2 separate regions of the Danio rerio genome follow, and region 1 is linked to region 2. The links are chromatin contacts, called in public Hi-C maps. All regions are on one chromosome and are shown on one strand. The core of a region is the stretch at or near the end of the contact, and the rest is flanking DNA. Distances in the headings are between cores, read along the strand shown.

Region 1 (6,531 bases), core at 557-3,056, 46 kb before region 2:
TTTTGAAAAAAAACTTTAACATATCAGTCACTCCAAACCCTCTAACAGCAGTATTCGGAACTCCTTTTTTGGGACAAATTTGTCTTTAACAACACAGAACGTTGTTGCTTTCTCCTCATTATTGGCTAGGAGGCCTATTCTCCTGAAGTGGAAACAAACATCTCCACCTTTATATGACAGATGGATAAAAGACAGTTTTTAGTGTTTAAAGTTGGGAAAAAAATGGTTTTCATTAAAAGGGTCTTTAAAATCTTTTTACAAAACATAGAAACCTTTGTTGAATTATATTGACACTACTGATCTTGAAGCAGAAGAGGAATAAAGCTTTTTTTTATAAAGTGGCTCTGTATTTTATTTTAGTGGTTCTCAAAGCCCTGCATCTGAAACAACAGCCATACAGCTTTCAAAAGCATAAACAACACTTTTTGTATACGTTAAATCTGACTGAACACCCGAGAAATGACTGAAATACTGAAGCAAGAGGATTCAGGTTGATCATGTGACACTCCAGAGCAAATATGACTCACGGTCAAGCAAGTCAGCGGTATATACAGTGCTCAGCATAATTGAGTTCTCCCCATTTTGAAAATTAATATTATCATTTCTCAGTGAAATTAGGCAATGTATTTTGGTGCATTAAAAAAAAACAGATTTAAAGAACATATATATTTATTAAAATACTATTTAGACACTAAACATGAAAGATAATACAATTAAATTCATGCAAAATATTGACAAAATGTCAACTCAATTTTTCAAATATTTGTTTCTCTTGATTTTTCTTCTTTTACAAAATTGTATTTAATATTTTTCTATACCATTTAAATTTCAGTGTACTAGTTTTTGGACAGTCATCGTAAATTATTTTGTTAGATAAGCTCCTGATTGGCTTCAGCACTGACTAATGTAATGTACAAGCACAAATACTGTATAGCTTCCTATTAAAAATATAATTTTAAAAGATATGTCAGAGGTGTACTTATACATGCTGACCACTGTATTTGTGCGACAAGTTTTTTTACGCAAATAAGCATCTAATTATAGACCGTTTATAAACGGTTACATTTGGACACAAAAACAACAACGATGAAAAAACTGAACCGTTACTTCGAAATGAAAATATATTTCACGAAAATATCGCATGATAATTCAAATAATATAGTAATTATAATTGTTCTGATCGTACTGTACTGTAAAACATATTTTTATGATGCGGTCACGATTCGTAAACAACAAAGATGCCAACGAAGAAAAAGCGACGGACGTGAAGACTAGGGCTGATGAACAAACAACAATTCCCCACGACAGACGAACGATAACGTTAGACGTGAAACCAGACACTCGTGGCCTGACAGGACCGCTGTGTGTTACTGTGTTTTCATCCTGCCCGCCGTGTTGATGTGTGTGTGTGTGTGTGTGTGTGTGTGTGTGTGTGTGGTTGGGGTTTCTACCTGCCGCTCGCTCCCCAAAATTCCTCACCTTGACTTTGACACGAACTACCCCCCTCTCCTCCTCAACAGACATGGTGGGTAGTCCGCTCTAATGGTCTCGTTCAAAGATGGGATGTTGTCATCCAGAAGAAAAAAATGAAAGTAAAATAACAATGGATGCGGGTACCCGTTCTCCCCTCTCTTACTGCTTTGGCAGGTTCAATGAAAACTCCTCTAACAAGACACTCAAAAACAACCGACATCCTGCTGACACGTTTCAAAATAAAAGCCTCGCTGCAAGCAAAGCTAGAGGTGTTTCTTGTATAATACATATCTATTTTAATGATAATTCAGGTATCTGATAATCAGTGTTTCGTCTATGTAGATCCATAAATACAGACACTAACGACTATATCCATACCGAAGGCTTTCACGTTTTGAAACAACAGGATATGACGACACATTTGCATTACATCATTGGATTCATGAAGGAATGAACGATCTATGTGAGGAAAAAAACAAAAATCTTATGAAAATTAGAATTAACGACTGAACAAATGTCTGTTGGTGATTTAAAGCGATTTCATTCCAAATAATGCGTTATTTAAATTATGATGAATGTATTTGGGCAAATTAATATAACGTTAATAAGTCTAAGACTAAGTTATTACATTTGTATATATTAAAATGAATACGTTTAATGTATAGTATACGTTATATTGTATTGTAAAATGTATCAGCCACAGCAATATGAAAACGAATGCTTTGCTCTGTATATTTGCCGTGACCCGGATTCGAACCGGGGTTGCTGCGGCCACAACGCAGAGTACTAACCACTATACGATCACGGCGCGCTACTGAGCAGCTGCGCGTCTCAGGCAGATTCAGACCTTATAATTGTACAAAAAGGAGACGTGCGCGTATTTTCAAACATTTCTGGCTCATTTTTTTTCTTCAAATGTTTCTTACGCTCTCGGGCTGCCTTTGTTTGGCCCAAAAGTATAGTAAACACTTTTAATATCGTGAAGCATTATGTCCATATATATTTTTAGTAAACACTTTTAATATCGTGAAGCACTATGTCCATATATATATTTTTCTAAAGTTTTGATGAAAATGTTGGCAATTTGAAAAAATAACAACTTATTTTAAACGAAAGATATTTCATACCACCACAAACTTCTTTCCCGCACTTTAGATACATTTTTGATTTCGATATTTCTGTGAGGATATATGTCCCTCAAATTTATATTCTCTGTTATTTAAACATACTGTATTTAAAACTTCCACCATATTTAATTAACCTTTGATTTTAAAGCTTTTTTAATTTTGTGAAGTCTTTTTCTATTGAGACCTAAGAATAAAAACTGACTCATAATCTTACTTTTCATTCATTCATTCATTTTCTTGTCGGCTTAGTCCCTTTATTAATCCGGGGTCGGCACAGCGGAATGGACCACCAACTTATCCAGCAAGTTTTTACAGAGCGGATGCCCTTCCAGCCGCAACCCACCTCTGGGAAAAAATCTTACTTTTTACCAAACCATTAGTTTATTTATCTTTTTAAAACAAAAAACGATGCTTTGAAAAATGTTGGAAACTTGTAGCCATTGACAGCCATCGAAAAAAACATGATAAACATTGAAAGTCAGAGACTAGTAATTTTCAAGATTGATCAATGTATGTTTTATTAAAGAGCAAAAATCAGTACAAGGCCCTCGAAAAATGTGAAAAAAAAATATTAAAAAGCTTTTATTCACATGGCTAATCCTTGAAAAAACCTATGTGTGAAATTCAAAGTTTGGAACAAGTGGAGGATGCGTAAATAATGCCAGATTTTTTATTTGTGGGTGAACTATCCCTTTAAGCATAAAAAACACTGATAGTAATAAATGTTTCTTGAGCACCAATTCATATTAGGTTCAGTTTTTTCAAGATTGCAGTGCTGTATTTTACTCTACAGATCACATCAGATTTACCAGTAGATAGATATTAATATGGTTGCCTCTAGGATCTTTCCTTAGCCCTATAATATTTCCATCTATGCCCTTTGTCATTATATTAGTTTTAGTTTTCATTATGCCAATAATTAGCTGTACATTTAATTGAGACCAGAGGAAATTCTTAAAATATAATAAAAATAAATCAAGAATGCAGCATATAATGTTTCTAGCAATTAAAATTGTATTAAATTGGGATATAAGAGACCAAAAACTGTACACAGAAGCCATGGCAATAAATCTGGCATGTTTAGTGAAGGAGAATCAACACTATTAATACAAAGCCTTTTATTTGATTTTATAAATTGTAGAGCACGTACATACAAAAAGATGACATCTTTCTTGTTCCTGGAAAACCGAATTTAGCAGCATAGCTATTCACAGACTTAAATGTAAGCAAACAATGCTCTGATTGTACAGAAGCTTAGTCTAAAGCCACAAACAGTGAGGCCCGGCAAGGTCAAAAACAACAACAGCATTTGGTTTCGCCCACCAGGAGCTTCCATGTATGTAAAAACAGCTGTGATTTATAAACAAAAATCATAAAAAGCTGCGGCAACTGGCATTATGAGTTCATGTTTAAAAAACAATCGAGTCTAGGCTACATTATTCCTGTAGTGTAAAGATTAAGTAACATGACGACACCAAATCTAAGAAGCTATTTGACCTAATCATACATGGAATCAGACCTACTGTATTTGTAACTCTTATTGTGCATTTTTGGCCAGCGGCGCAATACTTTGGCCTAACCAGAGTTGAAAAACATCTGGGTACCCCAAGTATAGTCTATTTGTATCCATTCTGTTATCATGACTCATGTTAATACAAACATCACTCTGATGCGACTACAGCACTCATGACGACAGGGTTAATCTACAAAACCAAAACAAAAGAGAGAGAACTGTAAACCACTCAACACTATGTTTAGTAAGACATAATGCAACAGCATCAAATGTAAATAAAAAAATTAGGAGGTAAGAACATTAGGACGAATCCATCGACAAGCCTTTGTCTTTCACCGTCCAAGGCTTGAGAACGTTGAGATGCATTGTAACATAACATCCAGCAGGTGGCCCCGTTGCATGTGGTGTTAGCGCAGAAAGTGCCACGTCTCCATTGCCAAAGAGACACAACCCTCATTCACTTTTCAGTTCAGATTTGCACCTTTGGTGGGGGTTTTAGCGAATATGGGCCATTTCCTCCAAGAAGGGCGTCTTCATGCAGCCAGTGCAGAGCTGGTCCATCCAGAGGGGTGCTTCGTGTTGCAGGGGGGTCCGGCGGGGGTAGAACGTGTACGAGAGGTCATAGTTGAGCAAGCAGCTGATAGAGGCCATGTACAGGTCTGAGAATCGGCACAGGCGGCGGGAGAAGTAGGTCGGGTTGTGGCAGGTACGGAATATGCTGCCAAAGTGAGGGTTGAAGAGGTTCTTGGTGACGGCCCTGTAAAAATGGACATTGGGAGGCATGTTAGAAATCGAGATGGGTCGTTCGTGAACTATTATGCTTTTTTCGAACAAATCTTTCATGGTCCATTACCACTGAGTGGTACAGCACGGCAGGGGTTCTCAAACTTTCAGCCCGGGACCCCCAATATAACAATGCCAATGACTCCCAACCCCCACTATTTTTGGAAGTGGTTATAATCATACAAACGTTGCACACAACACTGACACAAACCAATAGGCCTATATAAACACAAGCATATTGGCAACACAAAAAAGTGCAACAGTCTAACAACCATATTATTTTTAATTTTTCATTATTATTTAATATTAACCTCACCTAATGAGACTGGTGGGCACAATATTTAAGTTACATCACCAGTCTTTTCTTGGTTTAATTTTGAAGACTGCCACCTAAAGATCATCCCTCATGTTCAGTTGTGGCCTGTATTTATTTTAAATGTATGTGAGTGCTGTAAAGGTGTCAAAGTTTAGCTATTGCCGTAAAATCAATCTAGTGCAACTGACGCTATTGCTCTGTCATTAATCTACTGTGAAAACCGTAAGGGGTTGCAATCCAATGTAAAAAATCAACAAAACACAAACAACAACAAAAACTAAAGGCTGATGGCGTTTTGATTGGATATTGTATTTTCATGTACCTACTGTATTTTTATCTTCTGTAGGTTTTGGATTAACAATGGTAATTTTAAAAGTTTGTTCAAATTTATTCGATTTTTGGAAATCACCAAGAGACCCCCTCTCATTGTCCCGCGACCCCCACTTTGAGAACCACTGCAGTACAGTACAGTTCGGTATGCTTTTATGGACATTTCCACTGACAAAGTGTACCAAAAAGTGAACCGTACCAATACCACTTTTTGGGTATCCAAGGGTACCTAGCACAATAAAAGTGTAACAAAAGGCGAAGCCAGACGTGCAGCTGAACGCTATTGGTTTACAGGAAAACGTCGCTAGCTCGTGCACAAGCCAGCAGAATGAAAACAAAAGAGGCGCGATATTTTAAAACACAGCCAAGACTTTACACCGTAATAATATATACATATAATAGCGAGTCATGGTCAACCCAAATAAGGTCTAAATGTATGCTGTGTGTAGTTTTTCTGTAATTGGTAACATATCAGGGAATGTAAGGGTCTGTATGTGTTCATATATATGTTGCATTTATTTATTAAATCACAGAAGCTATTTCACTATTTTGCACTATAATTGATCTGCAGTTATAATCAAATCATGTTCTGGCAGTGGAAATGCAAACCTGGTGACCAGTGGAAACTAGCCAAAAAGATCTCATGAAGTGCTTTGAAATTTGCATTTTCATTTAATGTTTGATGTAATCTCAACTGAAAAATAAAAAGAGGGTGCAACAGTAGCTCCTCCCCCTTTTTAAAAAACGGCCAATGGACGTCGCCAACTAATAGATATCCTTAAAACTAACAAGACTAACGCAAATGTTTTTATTTTAATTTCACGAGACCTTTAATGTGACTCGGGAAGAGGGGTGTGCTCCTAGCGATTCGTTCATTCACACATTGTACAGGTGGAAAGATTAATTAATTTGAGTCATTTGTTGATCACTTAAAAGACAAAATGCAGTCAGAGCTGAAAAAAAAAAAGATCTGTTCATTTATTGAGTCC
Region 2 (6,489 bases), core at 2,608-5,107:
CCCCCCCCCCCCCCCAAAAAAAAAGTTAACCAACTAACTAGAGGGAAGCCTGTCTAGTAATACTACTTATGAGACAAAATGACAAATATTATCCATTACTGATATAATTGAAACAATGTTATAATAATAAACATTCATTTTCTTGTGTCACATATAAATGTCATCTGAATGATTCATTCATTCATGAATTATCATTTGCAAAAAAAATCTACTAATATTTCATCAAATGTTTAAAAAATTCTTTATTTACCTAAAAGATGATATTAATCTACTATGAATGTCGATAGACTCTATACAATAACACCATCGTTCAGACTTACAAAGAGCAGAGCTGATTCACCACCAGTAATGCATTTTCAATGATTATCAGCTGACAGTCAGATGTGAGGGGTCAAGATGACTCAGGCACACAGAATGACATCTAGGCTTCGTGTGTCTCTCACCTGACAGGCCTGTGCCAGGCTCATGCCCAGTCTGAAGCGGGCAGACATGCCAGGGGGCAGCGAGTGGGACAAGCCATTGCCCACTGCTGGGTCGATCACCCGAAGGCATCTGACCACCGCCTCCACGATCAGCTCACTGGTGAACTGCTTCACACTCTGAACATCCTCGTCAATGTCTCTGGAAGAGCACAAACACAAATATGTCAACATAAAATAACTTTATTCCGTCCAAAGATACAAATCAGTCCACTGAGGCACAGAGGAAATGACTTGTCACAACTGAAGGGACCTGTTAGATCTGAGATACTTACGTGCCCGCTTGTCTTAGAGAGTGAATTAAAATCCTATCGACTTCTTCCATCACGGAACGAGATCAGATAAAGCTGCTCGACTGTCTTCCGTAGCAATATTAAAGCCCCACCGCGGACAAGGCAAATGAATATCATAAGGCTTCAGCAAACCCCCAGCATCGCTTTCACTACAGCCTGTGCAGGTCTGCAAACCAGGACGACCGTTCGGCTGCCATGGCTACATTTCAAAACGCAGTGTCAAACGAGCCGTTTAGTACTTTTCACCGCATTCTTTAGCAAAAACGGAGTGTCAAAATAATAGCTTTTTTCAGTCTGTCTCTTCAATATCAGCTTTTTCTGGAGAGGAAGTCATTACCTAGGAGTGTCCGACGCAGTGTATCATGGGACGTGGAGTTTTAGAGCTTTGAGACAGCAGTACTGGACTACTCATTTAAAACTCGAGTTCCCGACAGGCAGAGCGCGTTTTGATCTCGTGACGAGAGCGACGCGTAAGCACGTGCGCTGTCCAGGACCAAAGTGAAATGTTTGAGATGTTTTTGTAGGGCTTGAGAGAAAATCAGATGATTCAGATCATAACAGTCGTATTAGTGACACATGCTTGATCAGAAAGCAGAAGCTAATTATAAACTAATATTATTAGTGTGGAATTTCAGTACAAGACTAAGCTGTGTTTAGACGATTCGAGACATGGATATGAGTATAATGATTTATAGTAGTTAATCTTTAAGGAGCCAAGTAAAACGATAACTATTAAGACTTTTTTTTAATCCACAGCGTCCTTTAATATGCTGTTCTTACAGCACTATTAATTTAGCTACAAATCTGCAGTGTTTAAATAATTTATTGTTGACTGACTTGTCTTCATTCCTTAGAATAGTCCATATTTTTCTATTTTTTTTTTACTTGTTTTATGTATTTAAATGTATTAAATCATTACAAAAATGTATGTTTGTTACTTGATTCACTTTGATCAATACAGGTTTATAAAAAATGCTAAAGTCTAACATTGTTATTTATTTACAACATCTTCTAAAGACAGATGTTGCTTCTTTAACCCAGGACTGAAATGTAAGTATTTTCAGTCACTTCTTGCCCTAAAGCACAGTTCAAGCACACAACATATGGTGATTTATCATGTGACATAGCACCAATACATTTTGGATCACCAAGGTCAGTTTTACTCAATGCGTTCACACATCATCATATGTGCAGAGTTACTGTTTCAGTGTGTTAAGTCATACGCTTTGGTTATTTAAATAGAGATTGAAATTATGATATTGTAACAGTGTTTTCATTTCCTACACCCCAGACATTTGCCTTTTGTGTTCCCAGGAGTTGCACATGCGTGTATAAATAATGACTGAATTATCACTTTTGAATGAACTTAACTTTTAAGACAACTTTTTCTTTGTTTTGCAGTTAAACATTAACAATAAGTTTAGTAAAACAGACATTAACTTCTTACGGACACCTAATACATACAACAACACATAAACAAGAGCAATTCATATAAATTATTTGCACTGTTAGCATAGCTCATTTTAAAATACATTAAAGGGATATTTAGATAAATGCTGGTAGTTGGCACCCATTGACTTCAATAGTAATTTGTTTTCCTACTTTAGAAATTGGTGGGAACCAGCAACCAATGTTCTTCAAATTATCTCATTTTGTGTGCAACAGAAGAAAGAAATTCTTCGGTTTAAAATCACATGAGGGAAATTAAATAATGAGGTAATTTCTATTTTTGGATGAACTACCCGTTTAGACTGCGGTGCTATATTTTTAAAAACTTTGCATTTGTGAATAAATTATTTAGTACATTTATTTTTATTCAGAATATCAATTTATAACAAAATCTGGATCCACATTCTCTAAATCTCTGTGCTCTATCACAATCACATCTCAAAGATTAAAAAACCTTTTTTTTGTCATATAATTTGGTTGAAGTTAATAAAAAAACTAAGCAAGTGTTTAATTTTTAGAATTTTTTTTAACACAAGTCTTGATATTCTAGTAATATAAACCATAAAAGCTTCTGAACTCATTGACCATTTCTTATGCTGTTGAAAGTAATCTCCTCGTATATGAACAGGATCAATTTTCCTGCTCAAGAATTCCTTATAATCTTCTTAGTACATTCCTTAGCCACAAAACCCATTGTTCATATAATAATATAACATAACTTGGGAAAGAAGATGTATCTTAAAACCCTATTTAAATATTCCCTGGTAATAGAAAAAAAAGTACATGTACGTTTATACAGTGCTCAGCATAATTACACCCCTCACAAATATATCTTTTAAATTCATATTTTTAATAGGAAGGTCTACAATATTCCATGTGTGCATATACATCAGATTAGTCAATACTGAAGCCAAATCTGGAGCAAAATAACTTACGATAACGGTCCAAAAACTAGTTCACCCAAATTTAGGTTACAGAAAAATATTAAATACAAATTTAAAAAAGAGGAAGAATCAAGAAAAGAAAAAAGGAAAAATTTATTTGAAATTTTGTAGTTTGTAATTTATTTTTACAACATTTTGCTTAAATTAATTGTATTATTGTTCAATTTCTAAAAATGTTTGGTGACTGAAATATTATTTTAATAAATATATCTGTTTAATAAAACTGTTTTGTTTAAATGCATCAAAATACATTGCCGATATTCTCTGAGAAATTGATAAAAATATTTATTTTTAAAATGGGATTTACTCAATCATGCTAAGCACTGTACTACAACTTGTGACCATAATTCCATGAAGCCCTCCAAGAAAACGGGGGAAGGGAGAAACCTCAAATCTCCAAACCCACCTTTACCCATTTAATTCAGAGTTTGAACTCTTCCAGCTGAAAATATGTCTTCATTTTGGACTGCATGCCATTCCATCAGTTTGCTGAATGAGAGACGAACCCATGTCAAAGAGCTAATAAATGGAAAGCTGTTGTCTGCATTAAGAGAGTTCAACAGTGGCTTGTGTTGTACGTGACATCACATGTAATTCGAGACTGCATTGAGAAGCTGCCTCCCTCCCTTTTTTTTTCTCCATGTGCTTCCCACCCTTGCCTCCTGCCTTACTCTCTTCAGAAGAACCACACCGTCCTTTCTCTCTTTCTCTCTTGGGCTCTACTTAAACCTTTTAACAACTGGGATAAAAACGCAACACCTCAACCAAGAAAATCTCTCAGAGAATGCTTCAGCAGCACTACATTTGAGAAAACAACAACAACAACAACAACAGCCATTTAAAAAGGTGAGAAGGGTTTTTCTTTTCTGTAGATCTCTTGTCTTGCTTGAGCACATGGATATAAAAATCAAACTGCGGTTGACAGTAAAGGCTTAATGGCTTAGAAGAGTTTGGTTAACATAATTACAGTTTCATTGTGTATTAACAAGCTTGTTTTACTGTTAAACAAATTTCTCTTTGATTCCAATTAATTACACTTTTAAGTGGCTTTTTTGTATCTAGAAGATTTGTTTAGATTAGTGAGATTTTCGTTTGATTGTGCCTTTTTTGTCGTTCACTCCACAGTGTGGTAAAGAAAAGGCTATATGTGACAGAATAATAGAGAAAGTGTGTGTGAGCTGCAGAGGAAAATCTTTTTATGCACACTGTAAATGACGTTTTGCTGGTATCATATGTCCAATTGCAGGACTAGAGCCAGATATAAAAGGCCACCAGTTGATTTAGTCTTGGAGATACATGGTTGCAAATTTAAGACAGCATATGTTAAGCCTCTCACTATGTCTTATGAGTTTTTTTTTGTTGAATGTTGCCGGACCCACCCAAAAAAATATCTGCACAATTTGGACAAGCAACTATTTCTTTGTATTGGGTTTGTTTTGAAAAGATTTGATGTGTGGAATGTTTCTTTAAAGCTAAACCCCTATGACAATGTAAGAAAAATAACTTGATTAACAGGTAACTTGTCAACATGCAGTGTTTTCTCATTCTCTCCACTCTTTGGTGAGTTCCTTGTAGGAATTGCGATTACACCTTGATCATTCTTCTGATACACTGAAGTCTTTTCAAAACCAAGTAGTGTATAAAGAGCTAAAAATATTCAAACCATCCAAAAATTGTTACGCAATGTGTGAGGGTACACAGTGCACCACGTTGAATCGTGAGAGGTTGGCCACGAGGATTTATTCAGTAAAGACTTTTAAAGAGCAACTATGTTGTGTATTCAGGGAAAAGGGGCATCAATTACTCAGTTACTCTTCTACAAAGTTAAATCAGAGAACAAAAAAATTCCTATTTATTTACTATTAGCATCATTTATCAAAATATACTGTATGAAACTCAATATGTCAAATGAGTAGATTGTCCTATTACAAAGTATTCATGAAACAGTAGGTAAACAATACACGGATGTTCACCTGCTGGGAGTCATTTAAACACCCAGCGGACACTTTGCTATCCCACTGAGCCCATCACAACTGTAACTGCAAAGCTTTTCAAGTGCAATTCAATTCACATGCAATTCAAGTGTTCTGCGGGTCTTAAAAAGTTAAACTTAAAGCTTAAATCTTAAAGTTGTTAAATCTTAAGTCAGAACAGAAGGTCTTACATGCATAAATCTGTGTAAATAAATACTGCATGCATTGCAAAAACTATATCTTCATTAGTAATTTTGTTTTCCAATAAAAAATGTGATCTATTATGAATCTATGTACTATTACTTAAGACGCAATTGTTTTCTGAAAATTGAAATGAGTTTATGTTTGAAAGATAAACAAAAATTTGTCAGTGAGGTTTAAATTACTTTTCCATTTGAAGTAAGTTTATTTTACTGATCCCATTGACTGATATGTGTTCTTGTTTTAATGGGAAGCTTGATTAATTTGGATTTAAAAATCAGAAAACAAGGTTTCTTATCTACTGTCATTTTGATTCCAAGTGAAAGTATCTTGATGTAAAAAATATTATATTTGCACTGGAAAACCAGATAAAAATACAGAGGAAGAAGTCTCGCAGTGTGATTCGATATTTCCATCATTTTGTGTTTGATACCAGTAATATAAGCATACTGCTTATAAATTAAAGCACATATTCATAATTCAAATTCCACTTTCTCTACGAATTGATGCTGAAATCACTTTTCTTACATGCTGCTGGATGCCAAACAGACAGTAAAGAGTTTACACAGTTCAGCCTTCAAATTACTTATTTATAGTGTTGCATTTAAAAAAATAGTATTTTAACATGATAACTATAACTCAGTTTGTTTTAATGCTAAAATGAAATGGCCAGTATTTCTTCCTCTGTTTGTTTAGAAAGTAAATGTAACCTAAAAAGAACATGAGTCCCTTCACCCAGTGTTTATTTTGTGGATTTTGTACGCCTGAATTCACACAATGTCTTCTTGCTTACCAGTTTTAGTTGTCGACTTCAGGTGAAGAACTTCCACTTAGTTATTTCGTAATCTTCGCACATGACGTTCTGTGGGTAAATTGTGAAAGAAACAGAGTATAAACAATCCTATAATCTATTTCCTCATACCGCCATTATCTAAGAGGAAAATTGGAGGAAATCATTATCAGGTACAAAACGAAAATGGAATGTGTTTAATTATTTGAAGGGGTGTTCAAGCCACAATGTAGACACTGTAGTTGTGACCCACACAATTGATAAACCTCAAATGGCTTCCGTAGCTTTTTTTAAACGGATGTCCTGGACATACTGAACGTACATGACTTCAGCTGGGGGAAATGAGCCTGTGCAGAGGTC

Evidence for each region. A called contact is a pair of places that touch in the nucleus more often than the background predicts.
Region 1: a Hi-C map of hematopoietic stem cells shows a contact between it and region 2, with 1.7 times the contacts expected there. The contact joins the promoter of tbc1d25 here to the promoter of slc38a5b in region 2. A contact is called at or near these places in 2 of 18 Hi-C or Micro-C datasets (embryo and hematopoietic stem cells) and 3 of 4 datasets of contacts at active chromatin or transcription factors (caudal fin, embryo and gastrula embryo).

The regions. Positions count from the first base shown.
Region 1 is chr8:25,548,549-25,555,079 of GRCz12tu, reverse strand. tbc1d25 (TBC1 domain family, member 25) reads right to left here and starts at 1,806. Exons shown (of 7, transcript NM_001128236.1): 1 at 1,480-1,806. The coding sequence starts at 1,524. trnah-gug (transfer RNA histidin (anticodon GUG)) reads right to left here and starts at 2,281; the gene lies at 2,210-2,281. It overlaps nt5dc2 (5'-nucleotidase domain containing 2), which reads right to left. Exons shown (of 14, transcript NM_001077143.2): 14 at 3,704-4,870. The coding sequence ends at 4,609.
Region 2 is chr8:25,504,330-25,510,818 of GRCz12tu, reverse strand. slc38a5b (solute carrier family 38 member 5b) reads left to right here and starts at 3,857. Exons shown (of 16, transcript NM_001002648.1): 1 at 3,857-4,011. ccdc22 (CCC complex scaffolding subunit CCDC22) reads right to left here and starts at 1,136. Exons shown (of 16, transcript NM_001025485.1): 1 at 755-1,136; 2 at 444-621. The coding sequence starts at 804.